3 separate regions of the Mus musculus genome follow, and regions 1 and 3 are each linked to region 2. Evidence: chromatin contacts called from public promoter capture Hi-C data. All regions are on one chromosome and are shown on one strand. The core of a region is the stretch at or near the end of the contact, and the rest is flanking DNA. Distances in the headings are between cores, read along the strand shown. Region 1 overlaps Sec14l1 (SEC14-like lipid binding 1). Region 2 overlaps Prpsap1 (phosphoribosyl pyrophosphate synthetase-associated protein 1). Region 3 overlaps Llgl2 (LLGL2 scribble cell polarity complex component).

Region 1 (3,656 bases), core at 64-2,563, 650 kb after region 2:
AAAAAATGATATAATTACATGCTTCCCAGGAGTGTTTTGTCTTGAGCTTGTTGGCTTAAGGACAGGGTCTGATCTGAGTACTGGGGTTGACGCTTGTGCAGGCCAGCCCAGGTCTAGCCTCATCCCTTACATGGGATAGCCTCAGACTTTGGTGTAGTCATTCCAAGTACAGCTGTGATGTCGGGCTCATCTTTCCTTTCTGTGGTATTGGGGCTCAAACCCAGGCCTTGCCACGCAGCACTGGCTTTCCCGGGTAGCCTGCTGTGGAAGTGAGATGACACAGGAGTGTCCCATGGGGAGAACTGGTGAGCCCTGCCGTTTTGGAGAAATGACTGTGGCAATACAAGAGCTTTCCTCAGGTGGCCCTGCTCCCTCAAGGTTCTGGGCCAGTCTGAACTGCGCTTGACTTCCTGTCTTCTGCTGAGTGTGACTTAAGCCTGAGCCCCCCAGGCTCTGCGAAGCTGCAGACCTATAGCAGTGCACTATGGGAACTGTGCTGGCGCCACCGCCGACTCCACGAGGCTTTGATTCTAGTTCATGACACTAGATAATATTTCCATAGCTCATTGCATTCTTTTATGTGGGCAAGCACATGGCATTTTTAAAGCTGACAGCTGCAGTTCCCTGGAACACCAAATGCTTTCCTGAAGGCCACGGATTATCTTTTACACCGAGAAGTCAAACAGTTCTGCTAAGTGGGGCTTCACCGTGCAGAACGGACGGAGGTGCATTTATGTGCCGTCTGCTCTGTTTGCTCTAGCTTACCTTTCTATTTTTCTCTTTTTAGGTCAGGATCTTTAACCTATGCTGGCCTCCAGCTCCCAGTGTGTGAGACAGTGACCTTGGACTCCCTCCTCACCCTCTGCCTCCACCTCTCAAGTACTAAAGTTGTAGACATATCAAATGCCTGCTGCCACACACGTGGCCTGTGGTGGAGGCCCGGAGTCCTCTGTCCTAGGATTCTAGGAGAGGGTTCTGCCTACTGAGAGAGCTGCCTGCAGCGCTGGTGTCCTCTAACTCTGAGACTATCACTGGTCGTTTATTTTGATAACTGAAGAATGCGTGTCAGCACTCAGAGAGCTCTGGCTTTCCCATGTATCTGGCCAGGCACTGTCGGGCAGCAGTGGCTTGCTGTATTTTTGTGAACAGCAGATAATGCTGGTTTAATAGTTGAAAGCAAACACAAAGAGTGGATTAACATGCTGCTGCTGTGTTAGAGCCAAGTATAGCATGAGCTACTTTGTGGGCCTGAGCTGCGGGACGAGGATTGAAACGGGAAAGTGGTGGGAGGAGCAGTCTGCAGCCTGCTCAGCAAAGAGCCAGGGCTAGGGCCTGTCCGAAGGAGCTGCCAGACTCATGGTTTGTATCCCGGATGAGCTGTCTTCTGCTGGCTGCCACGTCAAGCAAGTGTGTTGTCACTGGAGCTTGTCCTTGTGTGAGGTGTCCCTGCCTTCCAGTTTTCTTGCCTGATTGTTTTTAATGCAGGGTCTGGCCGTGTTGACCAGCCTGGCTCAAGCTCCTGGCTGATGTGTGGTCCTTCCACCTCAGCCTCCGTGAGCAGCTGGGAGTGCCGGTGCCAGCACACGGGCCTCCTCTACTGTACCTGCTTGAATACCATTATAATAAAGGAACTGGTCAATACTTGGGATTGAAGGAATAGTTTCTCTCTCTCTCTCTCTCTCTCTCCCTCTCTCTCTCTCTCTCTCTTTCTCTCTTTTTTTTGTTTTTTTTTGAGACAGAGTTTCTCTGTGTAGCCCTGGCTGTCCTGGAACTCACCCTGTAGACCAGGCTGGCCTCAAACTCAGAAATCCGCCTGCCTCTGCCTCCCAAGTGCTGGGATTAAAGGCATGTGCCACCACTGCCCGGCTATACTTTCTCTTTTAAAGGGGTTCATTTGTTAACTGTGGGTGAGTGTGGCAAGCACCTATAATCTCAGCACCAAGCACGTAGGCTGTGACGATGCAGAGTTTGAAGCCAGTCTGTCAGCCAGTCAGTAACTACTGGAGGGTTTGTACGTGCCCCCAGTGCAGATTCCCTCAGGGATCCATATCAACCAGACCCTTAAACTGGGTTTTGTTTGAAATCAAGCCAGCAATTGGCATTGCAGGGGAGGGGCACGCCCTTGTATTGGTCTGCTCCTGTCCCGATGGAGGTTTGTTGCCTGAGGAATGCTAAACACAGATAGCTGACCTGTGTGTATAGCACTTGGGTGCTGTGGTCCTCAGAGGTTGCTGGACATGGGGAGTTGTCCTCCAATGCATAGCCTAGGCAGGCTTCGATCTTGTAATCCTCCTGCCTCAGTGTTGGGATTACAGGGGTGAACCACCACTTGTGGTCCAAAAGTTTAGAACTCTGAAGAAACTTAGCAAGTATTAACTGTGTAGCAGTGAGGCAAAGGAGGACCATGTGTCACTGGGGGTGGGAAACGATTCCAAGACGGCCCAGTGCACCGCCTTCCGGAATCTGCTGGTTTTCTGGAGAGCCGACACATCTCTTCCCCTTGTGCTGGTTCTCAAGTGTGCAGTGGGCATCAAAGCCGTCTCCACAGGCTGTCTGATGAGCACGTCTGGCCTGGCCTGGCCTGGCGACCAGCCTGGCTTGCTCTGTGGCTGACAGGGAGCCTGCTGCTGAACCAGCTTGTGCAAAGCTAAGAGCAAAGGGGCGGGGGCGGGGGCAGACTGCTGCAAACCAGAGTGGGCCGGCTGCACACAGCCCAAGCTCCCCTCTGCACCTTTAGGCAGTGCACAGTTGCCCAGGGGCCAGTTTAGAGTCTTGCTTTAAGAGACCTTCCGCCGTTTCCCCTGATCTCTTTCCTCCTCAGACCCCTCTGGTCTCACCTGTGCTCTGCTATGCCAGTCAGTGCCCTCCTTCCTCAGCGTCCCTCCTTGGTGTTTCATGGCCCTCCTAGTCTCTGTCTTTTAGGTGGCACAGCATAAGTCAGTCAAGTACCTGCCATGTGTGGGTTTCAGGCTCTAATTTGCCCTCTCATATTACCTCCCGGTTAGTCTTAAGGTAACAGGCCTTAGAGAGGCAGTGAGTGGCATGGATGACGGCCGAGGGGAAGGGCATGGAAGTAGACTTCAGGAACTCAGTGAGGGTCATCATGATACCTTGGCAAGGCTTTGGACCCTGTTGTGCAAGGTTTCCTGGAAGGACTGTTGTCTGAGTACAGCAGTGTGCTTCCTGGGCTGTGGGACCCAGGCTGGCGTGGACACTTACTCAGGCCACCGAAGTTCCTGACGCCATTGTGTGGGGAGTGTTAATCCCATTAGCAGCACTTGCGTCCTTCTGGGCAGGCGGCCTGCAGCAGGGGCATACTCCAGAGAACACCTGGTCTGTATATTACGAATTTCTCTTTCTGTCATCCTTACCTTTAGGCTTACTTAACGGTGGGATATGCTAGCTCCTTTGCCAAGCCTTGCCTGTCTTCATGTTATAAAGGAAATGCTTTGCTTGCAGGGCCTAGTGAAATGAGATGGTGTGCCTTGTCTCTGTCTTCTGACTGAGAGAGGGCAGGGTGCTGGTGTTTAACAGCCCACTTCTTTTTTCATGGCTAGTGAACTGCACATTAACAGCTTCCCGACCCGGCCTCATGAGTTTTGACTCTTACACTTTTAGTGTCCTGGGAGATGATTGCCATTGCATTTGGTGACCAT
Region 2 (3,340 bases), core at 76-2,575:
CCCAGCGCGCCTAAGCTTCTTCCTTGGTTTGATTCCCCAACACCACATAAAACTGGGATGGCAGCAGCAACACCATCCTGACTCTAGTACTCAGGAAGATGAGGCAGCAGATCAGAAGTTCTAAGTAACCTTTAGTTATATAACCAGTCTGAGGCCAGCCTGGGCCACATGAGACAGACAGACAACCCCCCCACCACCACCACTTTCTGGTCCAATTTTAATATATCTGTCTTTGTTTCCCATCAGAATCAGGGCAATCTCTTGAATTTAGACAGCCTGGCATGGTGACAGATGATAATCCTAGCATTCAAGAGGGGACGGCAGGAGCATTGAGAATTTCAGGCCAGCCTGGGCACATATCAAGGTCCTCTCAACAGAACTTAGCTCCAGGTTCCTTGTGTAAAGTGGTGTGAAGTTGTAGCTATGAGGGAACGAGGGAGGCCAAGACAAGTGTACTTCAGTCCAAAAGTCTGAGCCCAGGTAGGCAACACAGTTAGATACCATCTTAAAAAGGCATGTGGGCCGGGCGTGGTGGCACACTCCTTTAATCCCAGCACTTGGGAGGCAGAGGCAGGCGGATTTCTGAGTTCGAGGCCAGCCTGGTCTACAGAAACCCTGTCTTAAAAAACCAAAAAAAAACCAAAAAAACAAAAAAAGGTGAGTGGGGTATGGGTGGCTGGAGATGGCTCGACGGCTAAGGATGCTTGCTGCTCCGTCGTGGATCCAGCATCCACAGTACACAGCTCACAAATGCCCACAAGGAATCTGCCACTCTCTTTTGGCCTCTGCAGGCACCTGAGTGCTCCCCGACCCAAGCGTGGTGGTGTGTGTTAGTAATCTTGCCCTGCAACTGGTTAGGGAATCTCAAAAGCCCAACCCAGGCTGCAAAGCAAGATTGTCTTAAATCCAGCAGCAGCAAAGAAAAGAGGCCATCTGCCAATAATCAGGACACTCTAACTGAGTTGGTGAGAACAATACATACAGGCTAAGTCTGAGGGAGGTGGGGATTCACAGCACACGACTGACAAAGAGAAAAAAAGGTAACTGTCCTAGTAAGAAGGCCGCCAGACACCATTTTAACCAAGACGCCGAAATCAGCCGCTCCAGCAACGGGACACATCACGTGTTTCCTGTGGCATTCCTGCCAAATACGCAAATTTGCATCTAAGCACGAGGACATAAACAAGTCTCAATTAAGGGACAATCTACAAAATAACTGGCTTGTGCTGCCCTCTGGATCAAGGTCATCGAGACTAAGCACAGAGGAGCCACTCTGGATTAAATAAGGCTACAGACTCGCCAACTATGTGCAATGTGCAGCCACAGACCAGGCCCTGGGCCAAAACCCAAAACAAAAAGACAAAGGTTTTTCATCTTGCTCTACAGGACCCTGGGGAGTGATAAGGCCTGAAGCTTAGGTGACAGTCCTTGGGGGAGTCCAGGGTGAGACCCACGGCCCAGGCTCAAGCCACAGGAAGCATACACCACTGTTCTGTCTACAGACTGAAGACAGCAGTGCACACCCGTACTTTTTACAGCCAAATTCAGTGTCTAGCACTAAAAAATGTAAAATAATGAAACCTCAAAAAGCAAAAATCCAAGTAAAGCTAAAAGCATATTATACACTCCTTTTAACAGACGGGGAGTACCTACACTTGAGCCAGTGGCCCCGAAATCAACTGCAAAACTACTTCTCCCTGCTACTCTGTGACCGTTTCCGGGGCAGATGTACTCTCTTTTCTGTAAACCCCTTAGGCCTCTCTGCAGTGTACAGCCCTCGTCAGTGCCAGAGTGTCTGTGGAAGTGAGCTGCTCACCCATTTGGAGTAAGAGCAGCAATTTAGTCAGATACCAGGTCCAAGACCTGCCCAACTAAAACAAACAAATGGTAAAGAGGCCTAATGGCCAAAACCCCAAAGCCATGCCAATTACCAAAGTACAACCAAAGGCTCTGGGCTCCACACCGTCACACACAGCTGCGCACTAAAGGTACACACTCACACTTACAAGCCGCTCTAGCCAACTGTGCTGGGTGAGGGAACCCCTAACTCCTCTTTTATGAATGGGGAAGCCAAGGCAATACACTCGATTACTTAAAGAGCGCTAAACAGCTCAAAGAGCCTCTAATTCACACCAAGAGTCACAGATTCGGAATTGTCTCCTGTTCACAAGCAAAGGTGGTGCAATCTTACAGGGCAGCTCCAGGCCTGGGTGCACCGTGGCGTTCTTGACCATGGGTGGGGAGTGCCGACCGTCGTCCATATCCAGCTCTGTACACTGCGCTTCTCCGTGGATCACAGCCAGCCCCAGGCGGAGCCTTTCAGCATAGGACTGAGCCCTGAGAAGAAGACAATGGTTGGCCACGGTGACACTGATGGGAAGAAGGCCCAGCCCACGGCCCCGCTCTAGTGATCACAAGACAGAACCCGCATTCAGTCTTTGAGGGGGCACAAAGAACCATTTCTATAAACCAGGCCAGAAGATAAACGCCTCAAGGGCTACTGTTGGAGTCTCGATAATTTGGGGTTTCTCTCCCCAGTATTCCTTAAAGCTATTTCCAGAACCTTGTTCAAAACAATGTTTCAAAAATCAGGGGCAGACTGGAGATGTGGCTTAGTTGGTAGAGTGCTCATCTGGCATGCGTAGGGTTGTGGGTTTGATTCCCAGCACTATATAAACAGGGCATAGTGACTCTCCTAATTGCAGCATTCCAGAAGGAAAGGCAGCAAGGTCAGAATTTCCAGGTCATCCTCAGCTATGAAGGGAGCCTGAAAAAAGCCCGGTGTACACAAAGGACGCACTGTCTTCAATAAGATCACTGCTAAGTGCTCAGTCACTGTCTCCCTGAAGACTGGGAGAATTCCAGCCCGAGCAGCACAGTGCGAGGCACCCGTGATGTCTGGAGATGAAGCTGCTGAGTGGACCTGACAGTGAGGCAGGAAAGGAGAACCCATGCGCTCTTTCTTACTGGCCACACTGGGACGGCCCTGGATCCCCACACTAGTTCTTGCCACAGCCGCACTGGGATGAGAAGTGCTTGCCATATTTACCTTTTTGCAGCATCAGGAGACTTAGCTACAATGACTGCATTTCTGTAATTTGGAATCTAGATTTGGAGGAAAAATAAAAATACTGAAGCATTATTAAAAATAAAAAAACCACCTAAATCTGGATACAGGTTTTCTTCCAGCAATGCGCTGGAGCTCATGAGGACATCCCCGTATGATCAGTTCATCGATGAGAAAGCTGTGCTACATCAAGATACCAGAAACATCACACGCTTCATTCTAGAAACCACAAGCATCAAGTGCTTAGGAGGAAATGTACTTTTTAACTTTTAA
Region 3 (3,392 bases), core at 755-3,254, 630 kb before region 2:
TCTGAAGGAAGTAAGAGATGGGGGATGCCCAACCTTTGCAGCAGGAAGGATTCAAGCAGGATTGTTGAACTGCTTAAGAGCTGACGGGGCAGGTCGTGGCCTCAGAGGCCAGAAATCTGAAAATGTGTTTCTCTTTGACTTGACTTCCCTGAGGATGCGAAGTCAGAATATTCTAGGGTAGTATGTTGGTCCAGTAAGATTACAATAGGAGACTGGGCTGTGTACACCTTTAATCCCAGCACCCGGGAGACAGAGGCAGGGGGATCTCTGTGAGTTTGAGGCCAGCTTGCTTGGTCTACAGAGTGAGTTCCAGGACAACCAGGGCTACACAGAGAAACCCTGTCTTGAAAGACAAACAAACAAATAAACAAAGAATATAATAGGAGCCATGTATATAACTTAAAATTTCTAGCATTAAATAATCAGATTTAATTTAGATAAGAATTCTGTTTAATATACTCAAAATATTATCTTTACATGTAGGCAATACAGCTATTAGTAAGTTGTTTTGACTTGTGTGTGTGTGTGTGTGTGTGTGTGTGTTTGGGGAAGGATTTTTTTTTAATTAATTAATTTATTTATATGTAAGTACACTGTAGCTGTCTTTAGACACTCCAGAAGAGGGCATCAGATTTCATTATGGATGGTTATGAGCCACCATGTGGTTGCTGGGATTTGAACTCGGGACCTTTGGAAGAGCAGTCGGCGCTCTTAACCACTGAGCCATCTCTCCAGCCCCGGGAAAGATTTTTTTTATGTTTATTTTTTTATTTTTTGTTTTTATTTTTTGTTTGTGTATGTGCCTACATGTATGTCTATTTATCATATGCATGCACTGCCCATAGAGGCCAGAAGAGGGCGCTGGGTCCCCTGGAACTGGACTCAGAGACTGGTGTGAGCCGCCATGTGGATGCTGGGAATCTAACACAGATCCTCTGGGAGAGGAGTCTCTTAATGGACTAGCCATCACTCCAGTCCCTAATTTGCTTTGTTTTGTTGATACTAAGTCTCTAAATTCTGATTTTTTTTTTTTTTTTACACTTTATAACAGTCTCAGTTGTAAAATAAACTCTTTGAAAAGCTCTGTCTTAAGAGTTTGAGATTGGAGATGTAAGGTGAGGCCCGAGGTTGGCCTCCCTTCAGGTTGTTTTAGTAAAGACACTTCACTGTGGCAGAACCAAATGTACTTTCTTCCTTTTGTTGTTGTTGTTTTATAGTTGTTTGATTTTTGAGACAGCCTGTAGCCCAGGCTGGCCTGGAATTTACTGTATAACCTAGGCTGCCCTTGAACTCCTGACTTTCATGCCTTCGCTCCCCCTGAGTGCTGGGATTACAGGCGGGAACCACTGTGCACAGTTTGAATATCCGTTCACACTTTAAATTGGCTGAAATAAGAGAAACTTTAAATATCATCTTCTTGATACAAGTGAGCCTTGGCCGCTTGACTGCTGTCCTAGGCTGCTCAGGGAGTGGGGCCTCCTACTGGGCCTTCAGCTCCTGAGGGTTTATCCCCCACCCCACCCCCCAGTCCTCCAAATTCTACATTCCAAAGCCACTGCTGGTGGTAATGGGGAAATGGCTAAATTAAGAGCTTGGAGCTCTCTCCTGGTCTCTATCTCTTCTCCAGGCTTCAGTAACCTGGGATCAGCCAAGGCCTCGCAGGGCCCCGGGAGAGCTTGTCCCACACAGCCTGTGTGATTTCTCTGCTCTCCTTTTTCTGGGAAATGTTTGCATTCCAGACACTCAGCTATCTCCCCAGGCCCTGCATTTTTCACATAGCTGAACAGGGACTGGGACTGGCTGGGGCCCTCCGCCTGGGGTCTTGCATTCCTGGCCGGCCATCCAGGTATGGCCATTTGCAAGGCAGACTGTGTTCCTGCCCTGTCTACCCACCCTGTCATCCTCAGGGATCCCCTAAAGGAGGCATTTGTTAGAGCTGTCCTCCCTGCCCTGGCCTCCTCCCATGAGCCACTGGGCTGGACTCTGGGGAGGTGTGGCCCTTGAGTTTTCTCCTGCTGTCGCCAGGGCTTATCTCTCTGTGCTGCTGGGGCTCTGATAGGGCTCCTGGTAACACTGACTGGAGTCTGGAAGCTGACTCCTTCTGCACACTGCGGATTTAGCTCAGTAACTTACAAGGCAGTTGCCATTGGGCCCTGCTTCAGCCTACTGCAGCAGAGTCAGTGCCGTAGGGTAGGTAGCTGTTGGGAAGCAGAAGCCCAGGCCTGCTGAGCAATGCTTTGACATCAGCTGTTGGCATTCGCACCTCCTGTCTGTAGCTCCTTGCACACCAACGGTGAAAAAGGCCCAGAGCTGCAGGCAGGGACAGAAACCTAGACCTGGTCACCAGGGTGGCTGGCATTGGGAACCCTGGGAGGGAGGCAGTGACCCCTCCGGGATGTTCTCCAGCCATTTTCAGCTCCTTGTAAAGCCTTTAGCCATTGGGTGATCGCACGCAGATAACCTGGAAAGCTATACATGTCCATGAACACGCGGGGAAGTGTTCATGCCATGCGATCCAGTCAGAGCTCTGTATTTTTTTCAAAAACTGTACACTGTGCACAACACCCCTTTAATCCCAGCACTAGGGAGGCAGTGGCAGGTGGATCTCTAGCCAGCCTGATAGCCTACATAGTGAGTTCCAGGGTCCCTGTCTCCCCCAGCCCTTCAAAATGATATATGTGCGTAACTATACATGTGGTTATATAGTTGTATACTGTGTGTACTCTCATGTAGGTAGGTGTATGTGTAGTGGTCAAGAGGACAACTAGAGATCTGGACTACAGACATAAATGAGTCCTGTTTTAACTCCAAGCTGAGGAGGTGCAGAGCTCAGAGCCCCCTTTCCCTGATTGAGCTGTGACTCCACAGCCCAGCCCCAACCCTGGGGGATCATGGGGATTCAAAGGACTCGCCTATAGGCCCAGCCCACATGCTTCTCATTTCAGACAGTGGAGCATGGCTTCCCACACCAGCCCAGCGCCCTTGGCTATAGCCCTTCGCTGCGCATCCTGGCCATCGGAACCCGCTCTGGAGCTGTCAAGCTGTATCCTTTCCAGTGCCTGTTGCCATGGGGTGAGGCCAAGGTGATCTCTATGTGTATGTGGGGTAGGTGAGATCTGGAGAGAGCCAGTCTTACCCTGCTTCATCTTGGGCGCTTGGTCCAAGAGCAGGGTGAGAATTTAGCACCGCGAGCTGTGTGTCCTTAGAGCACAGAATGGGTATATCTTCTCTTCTCTGGTTACTCACGTCCCCGTTCCCCCCCCCCCCGTCCCCCCCCCTTGACTTGTATACTTGATTGTAGGGCCCTGGGTGACTACCACGTTGTCCAAGCTAGTTGTATAGTCTTTTGTCCACAGCAGGGGGTGTCTGGGATACAGGTGGTTTCAGCAGGG

The links. Capture Hi-C pulls out chosen DNA fragments and counts their contacts.
Region 1: a contact with region 2 is called in a promoter capture Hi-C map of liver. The contact joins two enhancer-like sites. A contact is called at or near these places in 2 of 9 other capture datasets (liver and pancreatic islet).
Region 3: a promoter capture Hi-C map of liver shows a contact between it and region 2, with 3 times the contacts expected there. The contact joins two enhancer-like sites. A contact is called at or near these places in 1 of 39 promoter capture datasets (hippocampal neurons), 1 of 15 datasets of contacts at CTCF or cohesin (large pre-B cells) and 1 of 9 other capture datasets (liver).

Annotation. Positions count from the first base shown.
Region 1 is chr11:117,127,123-117,130,778 of GRCm38.p6, forward strand. All of the region lies in intron 2 of Sec14l1 (SEC14-like lipid binding 1), which reads left to right. Among named protein-coding and RNA genes, the nearest start is that of Sec14l1, 14 kb to the left of the region's middle. Within about 2 kb of position 1,314, at least 84 of the 459 cell types and tissues checked have an H3K27ac peak or open chromatin away from gene starts, as enhancers often do. A contact at or near this core is called in liver, where this site is marked.
Region 2 is chr11:116,475,011-116,478,350 of GRCm38.p6, forward strand. It overlaps Prpsap1 (phosphoribosyl pyrophosphate synthetase-associated protein 1), which reads right to left. Exons shown (of 10, transcript NM_026364.1): 6 at 3,050-3,105; 7 at 2,192-2,337. Among named protein-coding and RNA genes, the nearest start is that of Prpsap1, 14 kb to the right of the region's middle. Within about 2 kb of position 1,326, at least 36 of the 459 cell types and tissues checked have an H3K27ac peak or open chromatin away from gene starts, as enhancers often do. A contact at or near this core is called in liver, where this site is marked.
Region 3 is chr11:115,840,372-115,843,763 of GRCm38.p6, forward strand. It overlaps Llgl2 (LLGL2 scribble cell polarity complex component), which reads left to right. Exons shown (of 26, transcript NM_145438.2): 3 at 2,946-3,043. Among named protein-coding and RNA genes, the nearest start is that of Myo15b, 16 kb to the right of the region's middle. Within about 2 kb of position 2,005, at least 116 of the 459 cell types and tissues checked have an H3K27ac peak or open chromatin away from gene starts, as enhancers often do. A contact at or near this core is called in liver, where this site is marked.